Regions from separate parts of the Mus musculus genome. Here region 2 is linked to region 1. The links are chromatin contacts, called in public promoter capture Hi-C maps. All regions are on one chromosome and are shown on one strand. Each heading gives the region's core, a stretch centred on a gene start, on an enhancer-like site or on the middle of the called end of the contact. The rest is flanking DNA. Distances are from core to core; before and after follow the strand shown. Region 1 holds the start of Rabl6 (RAB, member RAS oncogene family-like 6). Region 2 holds the start of Ralgds (ral guanine nucleotide dissociation stimulator).

Region 1 (3,720 bases), core at 740-3,239:
TGCAGCTTAAGCTCCACTTATCTACAGAACACCCTGCAGTGACTGTTTCTGTGAGATCCTCTGCTCAGCCAGCTGTCCATCCCACACTGACCATGAGCACAGCGCATTCTGGCCTGCGCAGGGCCAGGTCATCAGCTCAGTGCTGCTCTTTAGTATACTCTCTTTACTCTGGTGGCATAGTTCCCTCTTTTTGCTTCTGAAATTCAGACCACTCCCAGTGATCTATGGTTGTTAAAATTCTGGTTTTCTTTGAGTTTGTTCTTTTTTCCATTGCTTTTTTGAAACAGGGTCTCACTATGTAGCCCATGCTGTCCTGGATTCCATTAGGGTCCAAAAAGGACCCAGCTGCCCCTGCTTCCCAAGTGATGGGATTAAAGGCTCGTCCAGCTTTCCCTGCCTCAGTTATTCATTCTCCTGACATATTGCAAAAGATTGTTGTGCTGCCTTCCCGAGCCACCCAGACAGCATTCTGCAACAGACAATTCAAAATGTGGAGACTCTTACAAGAATCCCGAATCTGTATTTATTATATTGCAGGTTTGTTCCTTTAAGTAAGGCATCTTGGAAAATATGGAAGACTTCAGCTCTTCTAGACCCCTCCTCTTTAGAACCCCAGGGCGTGGGTCCAGTGGGTAGTAAGTTTAGAAAGCAAGAAGCTCCTAGTTCAGGCCTAATTTCTAGAATTGGGCTGCAAATTAATACTATATAAAAATAACGAAAGAATCCAAACATAGATTCCAAAGAACACAAACCACTGAATATTTGACTCAATTCTCTTCCTCAGTCAAGAGAAATACAAACTTCCAAGTTAACACACATACACTGTTTGCTTCTAAATTTGCACAAAAAATCCTCCTAGTAAGTTTCATAATGTTACATTATTACCTAAATATCACTGACCCTGTGAGGCACAGCTTACAGTGAACTGTGTGTATGTGCCAGTGCATGTATGTGTGCGCGCACGCGCTTCAAAAATGTTGCAGTATAGAAATAGTTTAGAAGTAAACAATATCAGACCACGACATTGCCCAAGAATCTTTTGATTGTTCAACCTGCAAATGGAAAAACTCTAAAGAGGTCAAGAGAACCGTGTGCTTCTCGCTGCACAACATACATAATTTATAACGAAGGGCAGAGCGGACTTTTCTTCTTGTGGGGTCAGGGATGCAGAGTTAAGAGCCTCTTGAAATTAAAAAAAAAAAAAAAGCATATCCCTTACAAAACAAAAAACAAAAAAACAAAATCAAGGCTCAAGGCCCACAGGCGACCGACTTTCAGGAGCCTCCGACTTTCAGGAGCCTCAAGTGAGAGCAGGCGCGGGGGGCGGAGAGGAGGCAGGCACACGCAGCCCCGCGCGCGCACCCTCGGGTTATGTAATGGTCTCTCTCCGCAGGGTACCCGCGCCAATCAGGGTCCTCCACCGCTGCTCCGCTAGTGTCGCCGCACAGCTGTTCTCTGGAGGTCTCCTGTCAGGTGATGTCCCTCAAGGAACGACCACTACTCAGAACCCAGGGACCCGTCCGCCCCTACCCTCTGATTCTTCCAGACCCTAGTAGGCTGGGTGGCCGCCCCGGGCCCTGCCAGCCGCCCCGGCCTGCCCGACGGCGCGGCCCGCACTCACTGTTATACTGAACCCCCTTAGCGAAGCGCCTCTGCAGCGCCTGGTTCATGGACTGCAGCCCGGCGGGGATGTTCTTGTCCCGGCCTGGGGCCTGCTCCGACCCCACCAGCTTCTTCAACGCGGAGAACATGTTCCTGCTGGACGTGCGAGCCGGGCTGGCCTGCGAGCTCAGCAGCGGCAGCAGCACAGCGCACCCCGCACCATGTCCGGCCGGCCCAGGCTTCCCCCGAGGCCGGAGCGGGCGCGGCCTCGAGCGAGGTTCTGGGGCCTCAGCCTCTGTGGCTCCGCTCCGGCTTCCACGGCCCTCGGCGCGGCAGCCAGGCACCCGTCAGCGCCGCCATCTTGGCGCCGGCGCGGCTACGGGACGCTAAAAGGGACACGTAGCCGCCGCATGCGCAGAGAGCGCACTAGGTCCCGCCCTTTTCTAGCATCTCCACCTCGCCGCCACCAACCCCCTCTGGTCCAACGATCAGCTTCCCGGTCCTCAAGAGTCCCGAGGTTTCTCCTTCCTCTAGTGTAGTTCTGGAAAAATGTTTATTTCTGTACTACAGCCCAGACAGGTTTACTTTTTCTTCTTTTTGGCTCCCTTGAGCTTCGCCTCGATCAGCTGTTGGGCCTGTTTCTTTATCTCCGCCCGCGAAGGGACGTAACTATGGTCCACATCCGCAAACTGGAAGGTTTCTGAACAGGCAAGAAAAGGAGTGGCTGCCACCCTCTTTCCAGAAGCCTCCCACCTCTACCTGTTGGCGTTTGCTGCCATAGGCCATCTCCTGCCGGGAGCTCATTTCAGACATGTATCAATGACTGGAGACCCCTGCCCTAAGTCACCTAAGGCCAGGTGCCAGACAACTAGGATTTGCCAAGATTATCCACACTAGCTGTCCTTATCCTTTCACCCCACCTTGCCTCTGTAGCAGAAATTCTTCTAAAAGTTCGGTCTGGGCTCCCTTCTGGCCCATCCCATGATATACGTCCCTTTTGTCTCAGAAAAAGAAACCTCTGTAACGTCTATCGATTAAAACCTTTCCCTTCAGCGCCCAGTCACCATGTATGCCATCTCTTGTCTTGAGTTCAGACCCTATCTAGTTGCAGCTATTGTTCTTGTCGTCCTTCTCCATCTTCCTGTGGCCGGCATGTAGAGCCTCACCTATCATGTCCTCCTCTGGGTCCTCAAAGGTAATTCTGGTATTATGTTTCTCTTTTAGAGTTGATGACTCCAAGGTGTCCCTCACCTTTGTGTCAACCTGCAGGGCAGCACCCATTATCATCTTGGAGAGCACATGGGCTTTGTGGGGACCCCTCCATGGCCCAGGGTTACCTCCTCATTTCTGGACAACGTTTGCATGCGCTCAGCCAGGTAGATAAGCTTTCCCTCACAATAATCCAGCTTGCCGTACACATCAAGAGTGTTAGAGACTGCTATTTCTTTCTGTGGGTCAGAGGAGCAGCTGGTTTTCCTGTGGTCCCACACAGGGACCCTGTACACAGCATCTCCTCCCCGGGGGCTGATACCTGGAAGGTTGGCAAGGTGATGCCGATGAGCCGGATGTAGAGGTTGTCAATACCTGTCTGGATGACCAGCAGCAGCTGCTGGCCCTTATTCATGTTGTTTTGGGCCTGCTTGAGTCTTGCTTCTTCCTCTTCTAGCATGTTCTTCATCTTCTTCTGGATAGAGTTAAAGCTATGGGGGAGGTAAGCACAGCAGTGAGGAGGAGGAGGGCACAGCAGTGAGGAGGAGAAGGAGGGCACAGCAGTGAGGAGGAGAAGGAGGGCACAGCAGTGAGGAGGAGGAGGAGGTGGGCACAGCAGTGAGGAGGAGGAGGTGGGCACAGCAGTGAGGGGGAGGTGGGCACAGCAGTGAGGAGGAGGAGGAGGTGGGCACAGCAGTGAGGAGGAGGAGGTGGGCACAGCAGTGAGGGGGAGGTGGGCACAGCAGTGAGGGGGAGGTGGGCACAGCAGTGAGGGGGAGGGTGGGCACAGCAGTGAGGAGGAGGAGGGCACAGCAGTGAGGAGGAGGGCACAGCACTGAGGGGGAGGAGGGCACAGCAGTGAGGGGGAGGTGGGCACAGCAGTGAGGGGGGGAGGGCACACCAGTGAGG
Region 2 (3,720 bases), core at 833-3,332, 2.9 Mb after region 1:
TGCCATCAATTTGTGGTAGTCTTCAGCTACCTAAGGTTGACCCTGCTCCAAAAATATTAAATGGAAAATTCTAGAATCAGATCTCTTGCTGTTCTGAGCAACATAATGAAATCAAGCCTTTTCTCCCCTCGCCACGCCTCCCACGTGAAGTCATCCCTTTGCCCGCTATACTCAAACAGTGCTTGCTTAGGGAGCAACCTGGCTGCCTGGGTCATTGCTCTGACCATTGTGGTTCACTGTTCCTCTTATTTCAGGATCCTGCTGGGTATCCTAGAGTGCATCGCCTTGCTACTCAACAGTCAGTTTGTTCATATCAGGTTCACAAACCCACATACTGGCTGGTATCTCTTCTTTCTGTGTACCTCCACACCCCCATATATTTGTTAGCAAAGCAAAACCTGTTTGTCTGTCTGTCCTATAGGCTGGATTTCCATAGGTTGCAGGCTGGTGGTGTGTGGAGGCTATCCTTCTGACTCCTGTTGTTCCCCAAGTGATGGTTAGATTTAGGTGTGGGTTGCAAGACGTTCTTCACTATCCCACATATGCTGTCCTTATCCCCTCTCTTTTGATGGGCCTGCTCTTGATAAAGGATATTCCCTGTAGGCTGGGGGCTAATCATGAGGGAATGCTTAGGAGGCCTTGGGGAGGGCTCTGCTTTCTGGGAAGTGTCTAAAAAGTCACAGCTGGTGCTGGGGATGCTGAGGGTGTGAGCCCTGTGGGGTCTAGGGCAGCAGGCAGGAACATGGGGACACTTATATTGGTGAAAGGGGGTCAGAGTAAAAAGGCTTGAGCTGTTGGCCTATGGGAGTGAGGAGCTTGTCTGTCTGTCTGTCTGTCTGTCTGTGTGGCTTTATGTCTCTGTGTATCTGCCTACACATATGTGTGTCTGTGTTTCTGTGTCTGTGCATGTGATATCCATGAACAGACTTCCCAGGAGGGAAATGCAGAGCGAGACAGGAAAGGAACTTGATAAAACAGGTGGACAGCAACCAGAAAAGCAGAGTAGATGATGGAACCTCACCTCTGCCACCGTCCATCCCTGCAATTAGTGTGTCTGGAGGCAGCCTGCCTGCCGACGGCCTGCCCGCAGGGTTGACGCCTGGGGACTAAGTATCAGAGAGAAGTGGCCCTTAGAAAAAGAAAGCCAGAATAGGAGAGAGCAGCAGGGTCAGGAAACAAAGCTGAGCTGCTGCCGGGTCCTTGGCCCAGGAATGGGGCTGGGGAAAAGCCTACAGAATGTGTGGGAGCCACTGCCTTCCTGTGATATACCCCCACACGCCTGGACTTCCTGGAGATAGGGCAGAGCCCGGGCTTCTGAGCAGCCTTAGGGGATCTCCACACCTAGCCAAATCTGCCTATCTTTTTCTTAAATCATATTCACTGGAGCCTGTTCATAAAAATACTTTCTGACAATTAAAAATTTCAAAGAAAATTTAGGCCTTGTGGCGGGAGAGATGGCCCAGCATTCACAGTTTGTTCCCCTCAGGCATCAGCGTCTACCATGTCTGCAATGTACACACATGCATGGCAAATAACAGTACACATACAATAAAATAAACAAGCCTTTAAAAGTACGCCACCTCACCTAGTGGTAACCAGCATTGCTTTTGCATAGTAGGTTTGTCTAGTTTGTGCATGACTGTGGTGACTGGAGCTGAGGCTGGAAGCATCCCTCTCCCAATGGAGCTTGGACTGGATGCCAACGCCCTGTGGACACTGAGCCCAATCAATCCTCAGGGTCACCCTTCCCCATACTCTAATATATGAGCACATAGTCAGTGACCTCATTGACATCCTCCCAGTCACACTCTTGGAGGAAGTCATTTTCATTACCCATACTTTCCAGGTGAAGAAACTGAGGCTACAGAGCTAGGGGGTGTTGTAACTGGAATTCCCGGGAAGTGGATCTGATTTCAGCAAAACAGCATCACGGGCCGCCCACACAATACATAGACTGTGTATGCAAGCGCTGTCCACCAGGCCTGCCAACTAGAGGAGGCCCACGCCCCCTCTGAAACCACTCCCCCAGCAGCCCACGCCCCCAGCTGACATCAGCGAGGCCCGGCCTCTGGCGCAGAGCGCAGGCAGCGCGGAGCCGCGCCGGCCCTGCGCCCCGCGCTGCCCCGGGTCTCGCGGCCCGCCGGCCACCCGCGCCACCGTGAGTCGTCCATGGTGCAGCGCATGTGGGCTGAGGCGGCCGGGCCCATAGGGGGCACCGAGCCGTTGTTTCCCGGTTCCCGGCGCAGCCGCAGCGTGTGGGACGCCGTGCGCCTGGAGGTGGGCGTCCCCGACAGCTGCCCAGTGGTGCTGCACAGCTTCACGCAGCTCGACCCTGATCTGCCGCGCCTGGAGGTGGGTGAGCCCAACGTCCTTTGCAGCATTGTGTGTGGCTGGGGGGTTCCTTCCTCAGAAGTCCCCCTGCTGTATCAGCCCTGGGGCAGCCAGTTGGGCATTACAGCTTCCAGCACACCCTCAGCAGTAGGTGGGGAATCAGAGCTGAATTCCCGTGCCCCCTCAATTCATCCCAGTACCTGCTCCCACTCATCACAGGTGTGACAACCCCAATTACTGCAGTCAGTCAAACCTTTAAGCCCCTCCATGCTGTCACTATTTACACGCCTGTGGTGTGTGAATGCTCCAACCACGAGGGCCTATCCTCATTTCAAACCCTTGTCAATGGGGCGCGTGACACGAGGAGGCCACAATATAGTGGGCCAGCAAGTGGTTGTGGTGGCACAGCCCTAAACTCCCCAGAGGTGAGTGGGACCTCAGGGGCCTTTGAATACCCATCACTGAGTCAGACATAGGTCTAATGACCCGGGAACATCGAGGCTGTTCAGAGGAGGCAGTGGCAGGAAGGGAGTGGGATGGGCTGGAAGATTCAGAGACCATGCCCTTATGTGTGGGTGGTGGGAATAGTGAATGTGGGTAGGAGCTTGTTTCTAGTGTCCTGGGCAGGGACACCCAGCAGTGCCCTCTTCCTTTCACCTTAGTGTACACCTGCCACCATGCCCCAGGGGTAGTGGAATCCCAAGGCAGCCCTGCATCCTGCTCTGCCTAGAGAAGGCTCAGACAAAGCATACTCGGGAACTTCTGGTCATGGGGCCCCCAGGCCTAGGAGGCCTCTTGTGCTTGGCAGGTGTCCCAAGCCAGGCTGCTCATTCACCCAGTGGTCTCATCCTGGAGGCGGCTGGGGAGGGACTCCGGGGAGCTTGGTGGTGGGCGGCCCACCACCAGCCCTGCACTCATCTGGCTTTCATTATGTCTGGCAGAGTCTCCGGCTTTGTGTGCTGGAAGGGCCTAGCCTGATCACTCCTGGAGGGGGGTGTCAAGCTTCTCTCTGACTCTGTCTGGCTACATCCCTAAGGACCCTTTGTGGCAGGGCTGTTGAAAGGTTCTGTTCCTGCATGGGTTGCTGCTATCTGTGCCTCCTCTGCTGCCCTCTCTCCAGGCCTCTGTGTTGTCATGCAGCCTGGTCACCGTTTAGAAATCAGAGGGAAGCTTCTGGCTGGGTCAGGAAAGCCAGGGTCCTGGCAGGAGAGGAGGCCACAGCCGGAAACTGAACACAATGACCATTTAGCATTCGCCTGGGGGAGGGGGCAGGGAAATCCCTGTCTGTTTTGCCAATAATTCCCTCCCATCCCCATCCTGAGTCTGGTTTCCTGGTAGCAGACCCAGGTCCAGAAATGAAATCAATCCAATTAAGGTCCCTGCACTCTC

What was found. Promoter capture Hi-C pulls out the DNA fragments that hold promoters and counts their contacts.
Region 2: a contact with region 1 is called in a promoter capture Hi-C map of pre-B cells, with 3 times the contacts expected there. The contact joins the promoter of Ralgds here to the promoter of Rabl6 in region 1. A contact is called at or near these places in 2 of 39 promoter capture datasets (liver and pre-B cells).

What each region holds. Positions count from the first base shown.
Region 1 is chr2:25,606,492-25,610,211 of GRCm38.p6, forward strand. It overlaps Rabl6 (RAB, member RAS oncogene family-like 6), which reads right to left and starts at 1,990. Exons shown (of 15, transcript NM_001024616.2): 1 at 1,622-1,990. The coding sequence starts at 1,751. It overlaps Ccdc183 (coiled-coil domain containing 183), which reads right to left. Exons shown (of 14, transcript NM_029859.1): 11 at 3,134-3,302; 12 at 2,940-3,050; 13 at 2,769-2,865; 14 at 2,138-2,302. The coding sequence ends at 2,184. Fcnaos (a long non-coding RNA gene) reads left to right here and starts at 2,839. Exons shown (of 8, transcript XR_003954003.1): 1 at 2,839-2,978.
Region 2 is chr2:28,531,382-28,535,101 of GRCm38.p6, forward strand. Ralgds (ral guanine nucleotide dissociation stimulator) reads left to right here and starts at 2,083. Exons shown (of 18, transcript NM_001145835.1): 1 at 2,083-2,352. The coding sequence starts at 2,170.